2 separate regions of the Arachis hypogaea genome follow, and region 1 is linked to region 2. Evidence: chromatin contacts called from public Hi-C data. All regions are on one chromosome and are shown on one strand. The core of a region is the stretch at or near the end of the contact, and the rest is flanking DNA. Distances in the headings are between cores, read along the strand shown.

Region 1 (2,889 bases), core at 320-2,819, 37 kb before region 2:
TCACCGACGCCAGAATTTGATTCCCTATTGGGCTTCACCTTCTCTGCGAACTCCTCCTTTGAAATTCCCTTATTGCCCACGTTCATCACCTCGTCAAGAAGCTCCTGTGCGGCTTTCAGGTACTTTGATCCCAACAGAACACCCTGCACGCCCGAGATCCCGTTCGACGCCGATGACGGCGAGTTACCGACACCTCCGGCAACGGCAACTTCAACCTCGCCGGAGAGAGACCTATAGGTACCTGTTTGTTGCTGTTGCTGCTGCTGCTGCTGCTGTGAGGAGAGGCTGAGCGACAAGCCCTGCTGAGTAGGCCGCCGGAAACCCATGTCGGCGCCTCCGGAGCTGCTGGACGGCGACGGTTGAGGCTGGTCGACCACAGAGCCCCACAGATTGTACTGCACGCGCGGCGCAGAGAAGCCGTGGAAAGTGGGCGGGGCGGTAGCCGTGGCGATGTCGTGGTGTCCGAAGAGAGAGGCCCGGGAGTTGTCGTCGGAGTTGGGAAGTCGATGAATGAGTAGTTGGTGGTGTGGTGGAGGGGGCGCGTGGGATAAGTTGGCGAGGTTGAGCGCGTGGGCTTGGTGGTTAGGATTAAGAAGAAGCATGTTTTGCGTCGGCGCGTCAGAATAGGGCACGTGGTGGTAGTTTGGGTTCATAAGGTAAAGTGTCTGCAAGCCACCATCTGCACCAGAAGCGGAAGCTGAAGGCGAAGAAGATTGCATTTCAGAATTGCTTCCATGAAAGTACGTTGCCATCTCTGATCTCAAATTCTTATTCTCTCTCCCCACTGTACGGACAAACATTTAAACTTTCTATTATTACTTCTCTGCACCACAATCATTATTTATAAAAGCATATTATAATATATTAATTAATTGATCCAGTACCAATAATATTGGGTTGGGCTTCACAGATCCTGAAAACAAAAAGGCAAAGATGAAATATTATTAGAATATAATTTTTTAAGGGGATCTGAATTGAAATTTGATGGTGAAAAGAGAAACAAAAGGAAATAAACAATAGAGAAATAATGGAAACAGATCCATCAAGATATAGATAGATATATGTATGTGCAGAAGAAATAATATAAAGAGTTTGGAGTGTGTTGTTTTCATACCATAAAATAAATAATAATGATTGATGATCTTTAATCTTCAAGGTAGAAAGCTGCTATCTAAGCTTAGACAAACTAACTATGTTTCCATCATCATCATCATCATCGCCCAAAAGAAAATTAAAGCTTCACCTTTTGCTTTCACAGTAGTAAGGATTGGATTTCGGATTATTCACTCGCCATAGTTTTCAACTTCTTCTCTTGCTTCAATTCCTTCCTCTAAACTCTACTCTCTCTTTCTCTCTCTGTGCAACACCAAGGGAAATTTTCTAAAGTGATTTATATAATAATATATTTTTTAAAAAAAGACAAGTGAGTGATTATTATTAGTGATGACTGGTGACTTTAGTGGCCCGTTTTTAATTAAAAATCTAATTAATATAATATGGAATTGACCTCTATGTATTTATCAACAATAATAGACAGCTCGAAAGTAATTTTCTTGTATTGTTGTACACATTCAGCTACAGCGTTCGCTATGTGCGTCTTATCCTCCACACTTTTTTCTTTTTCTTTTTTTTTTTAAATTTAATTTTTTGGGTGCGTGTCTGTTTGGTATGCATAAAAAAATTAGAAAAACCTCATTCATAGCTAGACATGAATCCACTCTACTCTTAGCTAGATTGTTTCATTATCATAAAAACCCTAATCAGCCCTCCAAATCCGCACTTAACTTATTCAAATTCAATACATGATTTATCACTTCTACGATATACATAATAGAATAATTTAATTAACAACTAACCATGTTAAATAATAAATATATTAAAATCAGATACTAAAATTAATAATCAGTATAATATATATTAAAAATAAATTAAATTATATATAATGATTGATTTTGGTGTGTTTAACAAAATAAAATGTTTATGATTAGAGCATATTGCCACTAATTAACAAAACTCATCATCTTCACACAATACGTTATACACGTACGGATGATACACTAATAAGAAAATAAACATGCACCACATAAAATTAATTAGCTAATAAATAAATAAATATTCTAGCTAGCAATGCAACATATGAGCTACAAAATCGTCCCCACAAAATGTATGTGTTACAGCATGAGAGGTCGCACCCACCAATGAATTATTATCTATGTTTGGAAAGGTAAAATAAAAAGCAGGTTTCAGATTAATTGCATTGTCGGTCCCTAAAATATCCTGCTATCTACAACTTGTAATTTCGTCATTTACAACATTTGCCTCGCAATATCTATTTCAGCCATAATAAAATGCACAAGATATACTATTTTTTTATCGGTAATAATAAGAGACAAAAAAAAAATAGTCACAATTTATTTTATTTAATATTTATGTATTATTATAATAATTATTAAATATTATATAAGATAAATTTTATCTATTTTTTATTAATTTATTTTGGTTATTAAATATTTTAGTTATTTTATTTACATAAAAATACATAATGTTGTATCGAAAATATTTAGTAACCAAAATAAATTAACTAAAAATAGGTAGAATTTATTTTATTTAACATTCATTAATTATTGTAATAATTAATAAATATTAAATAAAGTAAATTCTGAAATTTTTTATCTTCTTAATATTATCAATGCCGTATTTAGAAAAATATCAATCTATTCATCACTATATTTAGGTGAAAACTCAGTTGCAGTCGACTTCATGTGAAGTTGATACTTGAGAGTCGTTAAATAATTTGACCGATTTGACTAAATTTTCATCTAACAGCTCTCAGATATCAACTTCACGTAAAGTCGACTTCACTGGAGTTCTTACCTTATATTTATAAGT
Region 2 (2,853 bases), core at 59-2,558:
CAGAATTATAGATCATAATATATTATTGATCATGGTGCGAGTGTTTACACACAGAAAAGGATGCGATCCTGTGATAACATAAGCATGATAAAAAAAAAAGTTATGATATAGTAATGTTTATGTATAAATATATTATATGATGAGTGGATTAATATATATGTTTTCCAAAGTCAGATGCCATATCGAAAGCGCATAGATCGTCACGTGTACGCATGATACAAATTTGTGCTCGGCAAAGTGTAAACATCATAAGGAAAAATATTGGTAGGAGAAAAAAAAATCAAGAATCAATAAGATATATTTATATGTGTAATTTTAAATTTTTTAATGTACGATTTTCTTTTTATTGACTGATTTTAAATTTTGTTTTCTTAACAGGACCAATATAATAAATGCATTGCAACCCAATATAAATGTAATTATGTACTCTTAGAATAATGTTGCCTGGCGGTGCAGAGTGACACATTATTCACATTTAAATTGGGTGCAATTGATGACTCCATGTACTTTCACATTCAGTTATATTTCGATGTACAATATGTATGTTGCGTTATATTTTTTTTATTTCAGTTTCATTAATTAGAAATAAAAGTCCGGTATGGTGTATATATCTGTTACTACATTCAAGTAGTCTTTACATTTATATAGATATTTAAACTAGCTTAAATTAACCCTACACATCTAAAGAATGAAAAATTATACAATTTGGGTTTTTTTTTTTTTTTTTGGGTAAGGACAATTTGGGGAAGTTACTAATTTTTTCTCAAGCTGAAAAAATGATGATTTTGGGCTAGAAGATAAAAGCTAAGAACCAACAATAGAAGAGGAGAAGAAATACAATAATTTTTGGACAGGGCTTTGATTTCAACCCCCAACGCTTTTTCTCTTTCGGAAAGGGCCTCCAAGGCCTTAGAGGCCCAATAACCTAATACTTTTTTGGTCAGAACAACCTAATCTTAAACGGGCCTGTTCAGCAAAAAGACAATTACCAAAATCGTAAGTTATTGGGCCACTATCAGCACACCGAAACATTACATGACCAAAAAAAAGATTATCATACCAATGAAGAAATAAAAAAAATTAATTCCGCAGATTGGTTAATCATTTGGAAGTTTCTGGTGATATATATAGTTGGTTAATTTTTTAACTCTCATACTAAGGAAACCATATATCACTAGCTTCATGTTGTGCTGTTTGAAGAGCTTACTAACACATGTTTTTGTTGTTGAGCTTATTATTGAACATGTTAACCTACCTAGGAGTTTGGGTACGGTTCATTACATGTCTAAAAAATAATAAACGTTACAATCACAAACTAAGTATGAACACACACATGATTGTCAAGTGTGGATGGCTCACGCAAACACGTATCTCACTCTAACACGTCTGTGACATTATATTTTTCTTCCCAATTTTTAAGTACTATATCACCAAGTAACATTTACTGGTAAATTGAAGGAATATATAATTATAGTTGAAATAAAATTGTTTTAACACTTGCTGATGAATAAGAGAATTATGGTTTATTATTCCAATTGATTAAAAAGGTTGACATATAATTGGGATGACTTTGTTATGTGTGGTGATGTCAAAACTTAGATGGCCATCATGTACGTATTGTGTAATCATAAATGGTGAATTATTATACCTATGCACATATGTAGTATCTAAAGTGAAAAGTCAAACAAGAAATTAAAAAGAGGAAAAGGCAAAAAGATGATTTTGCCGTTTCTCACTTTAAGTAGATACATAGACACAATAATGAGGATGCATGGACCATCAATAATTGTTCATATGCATCATTAATTAACCTTCTTGTTAGTCTCGGTTCAACTTAAGTGCTGCTGCTTCTTTATTCTCTTGTACACTTGAAACTGTAGTGTTAAGTTAGGATGTAAATTTGATTATTAGAGAATCTCTAATGTTAATTTTAATTTTAATTTTATTTTAAATCTTATAAGAAGATGATAATAAATATTTGAAGAATTATTTATTATAAATTATGATTTAAAATTAAAAATAAAATTTGTCTTCTTAATATTTAATATTAATTTAATTAAAATTTTATATTATTTTTAATTATTTTATCAACATAATTATATGAGTTATAAAATTTTATTAGTTTTTTATTAAAGTGATATTGTATCTTTAAAGTGATACCGATTTTATTTTATTAATCAACTACAATATAGATTTCAATTCTAAATCAATTCACTTTTTGAAATTATAAAAGTAATACTCTAAAAACCCTCCATTGGAGATGCTCTTAATTTCATGTTACCACTAATTTCAAAAATTTAAGTCGATAGAAAAAGACAACACGAATGATTATATTTCTAATACCAATGCATATGATCAAACTCTAGACCTTTCGTACATAGAGTTTTAATACCATATTATGAAACCATTCAACCCAAAAATTTAAGCTAATAAAAAAAGATAACATGAATGGTTATATTTCTTTGCATTTTTTCTCAAGTAAGAGTCTCTTTTAAATTTATTTGATTTTTTACATAGACCTACTTTTCTCCTTTTATTTGTCTTATGTCATTTTTTAATTTTTGGAGTTCACCAACAATATAAATAGTTATATTTCTAATAACAATTAGTAACAAAACACTACCACATTATGCTTCTGGTTTATTTGATCCTTGATGATGAGTCAAAAGAAGAAAGGAAATGAATAATATATGTATTTAACATGATTAGCAGTTAGTCTTTCTCAAAGAGAAAAATGAACTGTTAATCAATTAGATGGTTTAATTATATAACAGTCCAATAATAACATTATTTAATTATGTAGATTATAAATATCTTGACCAAAAAAAAATAGAAAATGTAAATTAATTAGTT

What was found. A called contact is a pair of places that touch in the nucleus more often than the background predicts.
Region 1: a Hi-C map of leaf shows a contact between it and region 2, with 2.1 times the contacts expected there. The contact joins the promoter of LOC112770698 here to the enhancer-like site in region 2. A contact is called at or near these places in 2 of 8 Hi-C or Micro-C datasets (leaf and an unstated tissue).

What each region holds. Positions count from the first base shown.
Region 1 is chr18:6,970,080-6,972,968 of arahy.Tifrunner.gnm2.J5K5, reverse strand. It overlaps LOC112770698 (BEL1-like homeodomain protein 1), which reads right to left and starts at 1,569. Exons shown (of 6, transcript XM_025815056.3): 1 at 1,115-1,569; 2 at 885-913; 3 at 1-784. The coding sequence starts at 752.
Region 2 is chr18:6,932,921-6,935,773 of arahy.Tifrunner.gnm2.J5K5, reverse strand. No RefSeq gene overlaps it. Among protein-coding and RNA genes, the nearest start is that of LOC112771631, 25 kb to the right of the region's middle. Within about 2 kb of position 1,308, at least 3 of the 3 cell types and tissues checked have open chromatin away from gene starts, as enhancers often do.